2 separate regions of the Zea mays genome follow, and region 1 is linked to region 2. A link is a contact called in public Hi-C data. All regions are on one chromosome and are shown on one strand. The core of a region is the stretch at or near the end of the contact, and the rest is flanking DNA. Distances in the headings are between cores, read along the strand shown.

Region 1 (4,371 bases), core at 276-2,775, 200 kb before region 2:
ACGCATTTTGGATGTCTAAAAGTTATATGAACAGATTCATAATTCAAATATTTGTAAATATGGCATTGATTTTGCAACAATTGATAATACATTGGAAAAAGAAACTGGTGGTCGAAGTACACCCCTAAAGCTTTTTATCAAATCCTAGTACACTTACTAAAAATGAATGGAGTATATAGCAACCCATTATATGCTACAGCTCGGAATCAGATGAAGAATGCTCACATCATCCTTGAGACTGTCGCCAACCATGATCACTTCGTGTGGTGGAATGTTCCAAGCGGAGCATATGTGAAGCAGTGGAGCAGGATTTGGTTTATAGGGGCGAAATTCTCTGCTCAGTGCAGGAGTGAACGTCATCTGCAGAAATCCCAAACACAAATGTAGAGAAGAATAAACACACTAAATGCAGTGGCATTATAATTAAAAGAATGTACATCTAGAAAATATTACTACATTATGCTAATACAGACTACGCAGGTATGGGGATCAAGAAACAACCAAACGGGCATGACGAATTAATGATCAGAAAGAGGGTGATGAAACAACTTACACCAAATCTTTGGTGGAACAAATCAACTGTGTCCTTCACATTACGGGTGATCAAACCTCTTCTGCAAAAAATTTGAGGCCAGAAATCAATGCTGAATATACATCCCTAACACAACAAATGACTGACAGACCAAAAGAACAACGATTGCAGTTATTCATGAATATTGGGCAAGATAAACTGAACTCAATTTTAAAATGACACCCACACAAGCTTGACAGTAGTTCCATCTTCCATGATGTGGAGGCAGCAAGCACTGACCTGATCTGCTTCGCGTCCAGGAAGCCACACAGCTCCGAGGCCCCTGCGTACCCAGGACAAAATCGCAAGCAGTCACACACCACAAAATCGCGGGTACTCGCAGCAAGCAGCAAGCAGCAAGGCAAGCAGGGTGGAGTGGTGGTTGCCGGCTGACCGACCGGGCATGATCTGGAGGCGGTCGAGGCCCTCCCGCTCGAAGCGCGCGATGACCTCGTACGCGTGGCGCTGCTTGTCGGGCGCCCAGTCCTCGATGCAGTGGAGGATGTCGACGGAGCCTCCCCCCGAGCCGCGCGCCGCGGCGTAGGCGGCGTCCCCGCCGAGCACCTCGCGGTACATGGCCGGGAAATCGATGACTGGCACCGTGAGGGTGCCGTCCATGTCGAAGACCACCCCGCGCAGCGGACGCCTCGGCCCGGACGCGGGCGAGGCGGAGGCGGACATGGCCCGGCGGCCGGCGAGGACGCGGCGGCGGTGGAGGGGCGCGGCGCCCGAGGCGTGGGGCCCGCCAAGGAGCAGGCGGTGGGGCCCGTTGAGCAGGCGGGGGAGCATGCGTGCGTGGCGTGAGAGCGTGACCTGGGCCGCTGGATGGGCCCTCCCGTATCGGATGGCTTCGGCTGGGGTGGGGGGTTATGGGCTGCGCCTGACTTGTGTCCGTGTTGTGTGGTGCCTGCTGCGGCCTTCGGGTGGCGTTGGCCTGCCGCCTGCCTGGGTGGTGGCTGGCGGCCTTTCGCTGTCTCCAGGTTACCGCCTCCACTGCATTTTGGGTTCAGTCAGAGGCTACCTTTCTCTTGCCTTGCCAGTAAACAAGTCTAGCATTGCCCGACACTGTGATGCACATGCACTGATGCCTTGTCGAACGAGGATAGCGAGCCTGCTATCTGCTTAACCTTGCACAACCTTTGTTATCATGTGTAGGAGTATAATTATAATCAGCTTCTTATATTATGTTTAAATTATAACTCAGGCATCACTGCATGTGCAGATGTTGTAGGTCCAGCGATTCACAGTTGCGATCAAAGCCAAGCCATGCAGCAGCAGTATAGATTGATTTCTGCTCTGTGCCCTGTCATTTCTTGCAGTTGCAGTGCAGACCCGACAATCATCTTTTTGACCCCACTCCACCTCCTTTGGAGGCTATTCAATTCTTCGCTAGCTCCTATTCTACCGCCTCAACTCCACACAAAGGAATGATGTCGTACAGGTACAGTGACAGTCAATCTATCTCGTACGTCTGATCAGATTATAGTAAATAGTATTAGTGTTTATATCTTCAAATAAAATGCATATTCTACAACCAATCCAGTTATATTCGCTTTGAACCTTTTATTTAAATTTAAGAAAACATTCAATTATTCGATCTCTTGGAAAGAAAAGTAAGAATTGTACGTATCTCTTTTTGTGTGTCTACGGATGATGGAGTAGCTAGTACTAGTAGCACACATGTACCAGTGGTACCATGGCTCTTTGCATTGGCAGGACGGTGCACGAACTAACAAGCTCTGTCGTGTCAAGCCCTTAATATATAGCAGCACTTCACATCAGCGTCCGGTTTTCACTTAATCTGGTTTTATTTAACTATGCCGACCAAAATAATGATGCCCATTAGTATGTGTACTAGATTCTGCTACATGTATAACATGCTAAAAACAAAAGATAAAGCATTACGTTACTTTAAAATATATAAAGATGATATAAACAGAATAGACTATTGCGGTAGAGAATATTTCTCAAATTGGTTTTCTTTTTTTCTTTTTGGTTCACTTAGAGCATGACATTATTTATGATGTGGATGACAAAAAAACAATTCCTGTACTTGAACCGACTCTATACAGGCATACAGCCCTGTACTTGAATCTACTGTTTCTGCTTGTCTTCTTAGTTATGGGCTTGTTGGATTCATTTGACAAACAGATTACCGGTTAGCACCTTGGACTCCAAACAAACTAACTAATAAATTGACTAATTATTAGTCAAAAGGTTGATAGATTGTTTACACATTAACCATATTAACCATTTGACCTTGTTAATAGATGCTAATAAATCATAAAAAGATGAGAAAAAAAAGAAGATCCCTACCTCTATCGATTTCTTTACTTTCTCTCATGTCTAATTCTTTGATATGCACACATAAAACATACTATTTACTATGTTTTAGATATATATTAGCAAAAACTTTAAATATACTCTGACTAATTATTTGTCAATTAATTATTTACCGGCTAATTGTTAACCACTGATAAACAATTAGTTTGGAGGATCGAAGCAGGGCCTAACTCGTCACTGTGTTTTCGTTTTCACCCTCCTGATCAGTCCAGGGACCATCAGAATTCAATGGCCTCCATAAGAAGGTGAAGGTATGGCTGCATACCTGCACTCACGTACGTCAGGTCGCTTGTAAATTGAAGAGCACGCTCCGTTGTTTGGATCTAGAAATTCAATGCGTATTCATTAAATTGAGTACCGAAACTAAATCATCCTTGTATTAAAAATGGCTCACGATATCAAATCTATTGTTTGGATGTATATAGAATAGAATTGTGCATTTTCAAGATTAAATTAATTTCAAACATAATTACTACATGAACAATGGATAAAATCATGCATAACAAATAATAATAAGTTTGGATTAAATATGCCTTTGAATGCATATAACAGAACTATGAACGAGTAACTTATCATTACTTACAATGAGAATTGCCCTAGCCTGATCAAAGATGACTTAATGACATAGTCATGTGATCGATGTCAATTTTTTTTGCTCCAATCTATATCGGTTCATCAATGAAACTAGATTTTATAGTCATTGCTCAATGTACTGTCGTCGTCACATCAACATACGTCGATGGTTCTCGAACTTAACATACTGTGTCACTTGAGTTAACGAACTCTAAAAAAACAGAATAATAGGAGTTGTAGCTTGGCTGACTCATTTAAAATTGGGTTTGCTAAAAAATAAAAAATGAGTGTCGACGTGTCGTGCCGTGTTAGTCACTTAGGCCTTCGATTTTGATATGTGTGTGTTACTTAGGTCCCCGAACTTTTATTAGTGTGCTCTAGTGTAGCATGCTATATTGACATTTGGATTGAGTAAACCCAGTTTTAGAAGAGCTAGCCAAATCACAACACTAATTTTCATGGTTTTGAGAGTTCGAAAACCCAAGCGAAACAATATGTCAAGTTTAAATACCACGAATGCATTTTATTCATAAATAAAGGAGCATGAGTCCTACACGTATCACAACTAAACTATATTTAATACTCGTAATTAGCATTCAAACATTTGATATTGATACACATGGGTGGACCTAGGACAAAACGGGAGTGAGAGCACAATTGTGAGGACGAGTACCAAAATAATAGAGCGAGGGCGTCTAAGTTAGGTTGAGCAGAGGACCTAATGGTGAAAGTTTATGCTCTACTACTCGCGGGAGAAAAATGAGCGAGGGCTTGTGCCCTCCCTCCAATCAACGTAGGTCCGCCCTTGATTCATACGGACTAAACTTTAGTTAGAAACCAAACCCCCACTAGCTCTTGTTTGAATACTCTCGTATTAACCAAAG
Region 2 (4,431 bases), core at 85-2,584:
TGTACTTCATGGTTGTTTGGACAAAAGGCAATCACTGGAAGAGAAGAGAAGTTTTCCAGACAAATTTAAGATCAAACTCCCTGATAGGTTCAAATGCAAGATAACAGTAACAATAGAAAAACAGAAACACCATGTATGTTTAGCAGAATCACTCTAAAGCTGGCAGTTGCTTTGTTCTTAAATTGCAATAGGGCCTTTTGCATACACCATCATCTATTTTGGGGCATATTTCCTACAAACAATTGTGACAGCCTCCTATACACCATAGGCAACTTCATAATAGAGGAAAGACATTATTTAATCACCCATTTGAAAGGAAATACTTAATACAATCATGAATCACATAGTCTACTCTTCCTACAAGGCTATTGTCACCATATAAAGAAATACATAGCAAAGTCAGGGGTCCATTTGATTGATCCAACCATTTCAGGGAACTTGCTCAAAGAGTCATCTGGCATTGAAGTAGATACCATGCCTAGTTTAGAGTTATACTAGGGCAAAAATGAATGGAAGGGTGTGTCCAGAAGGCACCTGGAGCGAACACCGGTCCATTTTGCTTTATTATGAACATGATGCCAAGACCAGGCCTGGTTCTCATGATGGTCCATGGTCCACATGAATGGAACGCATTGATACCTCATAAGTGTAAACCAGCACAGGAGGTAGCGCAGGTAGCCATGCTTTGGCATCGCCTAGCCACGAGGTCGAACCCATCGAATTTTCGTTTTTGGCTTGGATCATAATGAAGTGCGATTTAAATACGATTGTGCTTTAGCCTAACACGAAACATCCCAGACGCACTGGAAGGTATGGCAGCCTAGGTGGCACAGCAGACCCAGAAAGGGTAAAAGCGAGGACAGGGCAATAGTGAGAAGCAGGGCAGGAGGATTGATCCACCTAGCGATGCGATATGGCCCCGCATCCAGATGCCCAACGGGAGAGCCCGTAGTGCGGGCGTGCGGCAGCCAGAGCGAGACTTTGATCCCCGAGGACGCGAGAGGGCAGCACCGAACAGAAACCCTAAGGAACCCGATCCCCCGCGCGCTAACCTGCGGACGAGCTACGCCGGGCACACGGCGACTGGGCATCGGAACGGACGAGCGGGCGCGGGAGCGAGATCTAGAGCACAAACGGGGGGAGAGAGGAGGCCAGGAGGGGAAGGGCGTTTGTCTTACTCGACTGGTCCGGGCTCCAGGCGTGGCAGGTGATGCACTCGGCGAACTGGTGGATCGCCACCGCCGCCATCGGGGCAGGCGAGGCCAGCGGCGGGACGGGAGGCCGGGACGAATCGGTCGACGCTCCCCTTCCCCCTCGCTGTAGCGCACAGGAGAGGAGAGGTAGAGTGGAGAGAGGCAAAAGGAAATGCTACTCCACCTCCACTATACTACTGTACAGCTATATACTACAGGCCGTCGTTATAGATAGGCTGTCTTTGCTTGCTTTCATTTGTCGCTGGGCACACGCACGAGCGCGGCCCACCAGCAATGGCGGCGGCAGCGAGGGCCCACCGGATGCCCACCTCGCGCAATGCCCACGGGAGAGCAGAGGGCCCAACCAGACCCAGCATGGGCACAAGGTTAGGGTTAGCTTAGGTCCCGTTGGGTTCCTTTGGGTTCTTTTCATAATCCCCTATCTACTATATCTCTACTAATCTCTACTAATCTATATGTATCTATTATAGGCGTCCACACCCAGCTTCACCATGCCCCCGCCGGGCCGCCCTTCCCCACCGCCCCTCGCCTCGGGATCCAGCAGCGCGCATGCCGGCCCCGTCCCCGCCATTCCCGCCCGCAGTCCCCGCCCTTCCCCACCCTGTGCACCAAATGCCCCCCGCCTCCGTTCGCTCGACCCGCTACGCCATCCCCGCTCCCGCGCCCCAATCCTTCTAGCCGGGATGGCCGCCCTGCCCCGCACCCCCTGGGTGTACAAATGTTGCGCGACGGCCACGACCGCGCCCTCTCAAGATGACCGCCCGGCGCATGCTGGATCATGTCCGCCGACAACCGGCCATTAGAAGCTGAGGAGCCCCCGCCCTCCGTCCTCGAGGCCGCCACCCAGCCCCCATTCGAAAACGGTGCCGCCACCTCGCCCCCGTCCGAGATTGGCGCTCGCACCCTGCACCCCGTCCTCGGCGCCGCCGCCACCACCGCCACCTATCACAGCACCGGCAAACTACTCCCTCTCTCATGTGTTCGCTCCCTCCATGTGCATCGCTCCCTTTCTCCAAGCACGAGTGCGTCTCCTTCCCCGCTCGTCTGCTCTCTTCCTCCTCCTGCAGCCCCGCATGCCGCCTCACACCAACCCCTGGTTCATCATCGTGCCTCAAATCCTCTACTCGCCACCGCACATCTCGCTGTCCAAACACATTTCCTGATTTCCTGATTCATCCTCCTCCCATTCATCTTCCTCCAGATCTCGCCTTCGCTCATCGTAAGCAGTAATAAGGGAGTTCCAGGAGGCCGCATCGAGACAGTTGATCTCGTCGAACACCCAACGCGTGAAGGTGAGGCACTTCATCCGTTCGATGTGGCAGCGAGGGGGGCGGTGGACACAGTGGGAGGTGGTGGTGGTGTCCAACGACCGTGGCAGTAGGCGAGGCGAAGCAGCTACCGGTGGTGGGGCGAGAGTGGAGCCCACGTCACATGTTGTACCACGTGCAAGGGGGTTCTTACGCGAGCTCACAATCATCGCCGAGGTGATCTCCTTCGTCATCACAGTCGCCCGAGGCGGCTACTGAGGCGGATGGTGGTGCTTCGAGGCCGTGGCGGTCTAGGTGTGAAATCGTGGAATGGTTGTCCTCCCTTGTTTCTGGTAAGATTTCTGTACCCGGGTTGTGCTTTCTAGAGTTGGATGCAGATTTGGATGATTCTGAGTGGGGCTCGACGAGTTTGGTCCTGTTTTTGGCTCAATTTAGTGCTATTTTTCGTTCAAATTGCTCTGGTTTTGGTTCGGTAGAAAGAGGTTCATGTTCTGGTCCGCTTCTCTGCGTGTTTGGATTTGTTTTGCGCCGTGAAACATGAGAGTTTTTGGGATTTACAAGGATTTCTTTGGCTGATTTGTGTGCTCCATGTCTAGAGTTCCTTGGCGAACAGTCGGTTGGTTTTTTAGTCTGGATTTGGGCATCTCCCGCACGTCTCGATCTTTCCCGCTGTAGTCCATGTTTCCTTGCACATTTGATGCAGGAGGGATGGTTTCTGTTTATGCAATCTTGACGCGCTCAACAAATATATTTTCTCTTCTTTAGGCGCTTGCATCTTCTAGGAAAATGGGTTGGGATTAAGTTTCATGTTTAAGGTACACAGATGTTTTGCTTTCACTAGACCATCACACGTCCTTCGGACGCCCCACAATAGATTGACAAAATTAAATTGGTTGAAGCTTAATAGACAATGTTAGCATCTCATCAAACCAGTGGTAATGCTCATAACTGAGCTAGAAGCATATTGAAAAACACCTTTTAACAACCATCCGTCTCAAGTATTCAAGTGTATGAGACAGTACATTTAAGCGGTCAGCTCATGATCCAAGTGTGTCAGCAGTCAGTGACACGTATGCTTCTATTTTTGGGGTTTCCCCCTAATTCTATTCATCAACAATTAATTGTATGAGTAAGTTTTGATGAATGTTTTTTATCTTAATTATCTTATTAACGTTGAGTGTTGGGTTAGCGTATATATAGTACTAAATCAGCATGTTTTTTAGTTTTCACATGTGTATTCAGAACCAGTCTTTAACTTCCATGCATATGAAGAATTCAAATCATACCATGTATAGGTGATGACGATGCCGATGACCCTTACAACTATGTCTACCATGACTCACCTCATCAGCACCATGTTTTGAAAAAGGTCCCTGGTTGTAGGCACTATGGGCCATGTAGTTCAAATATGAGCCATTATCGAATTGAAGGACGATACGATTTAGTTCATCACTAAACATGTTGGCTGCTTCATCACTAAATATGTGGCAAGAGGTGTTTGCTTCCTCATATTTTCGATTTGGTTGTTAGGGGGAGCCGCGGCTGCGAAACATGGGAGCTTTACTTCCATCTCCTACCTTGTCTAGCCTGATTGGCAAGAAAAACAGTCTTAATCGTATCATATTTTTCTATTTTGTGATTAGACCATTTGAGGATCCCTCCACTATAGTCTTTTGTTAACCAAATTTGATTGACAACTAAGGTAGTGCATTTCGCCTCTGTTTCGAATGGAGAATACAATTGTGTTGGTGGCTTCTTTTGGGTCAATTGTGTAACCTTGGCATTTGGGAATAGAGATAAGCGAAGCAGTAGCATGAATGTATGCTCAATCAGGTGTTGTTTTGATCTTTTCTTATTATGGCCTCCCCTGATGCCTCTATGGAGAGGATGCACAAGTCCAACTGTATATTGAATGTTCATGTAAAAGAAGGCCTAGGTTTATTTAAAAT

Evidence for each region. A called contact is a pair of places that touch in the nucleus more often than the background predicts.
Region 1: a Hi-C map of leaf shows a contact between it and region 2, with 4 times the contacts expected there. The contact joins the promoter of LOC100273744 here to the promoter of LOC100282667 in region 2. A contact is called at or near these places in 4 of 25 Hi-C or Micro-C datasets (leaf, root tip and tassel).

Annotation. Positions count from the first base shown.
Region 1 is chr4:176,789,107-176,793,477 of Zm-B73-REFERENCE-NAM-5.0, reverse strand. It overlaps LOC100273744 (catalytic/ hydrolase/ phosphoglycolate phosphatase), which reads right to left and starts at 1,525. Exons shown (of 5, transcript NM_001148153.1): 1 at 970-1,525; 2 at 812-854; 3 at 554-614; 4 at 226-360. The coding sequence starts at 1,360.
Region 2 is chr4:176,589,228-176,593,658 of Zm-B73-REFERENCE-NAM-5.0, reverse strand. LOC100282667 (actin-related protein 2/3 complex subunit 1B) reads right to left here and starts at 1,334. Exons shown (of 15, transcript NM_001155575.1): 1 at 1,179-1,334; 2 at 1-34. The coding sequence starts at 1,248.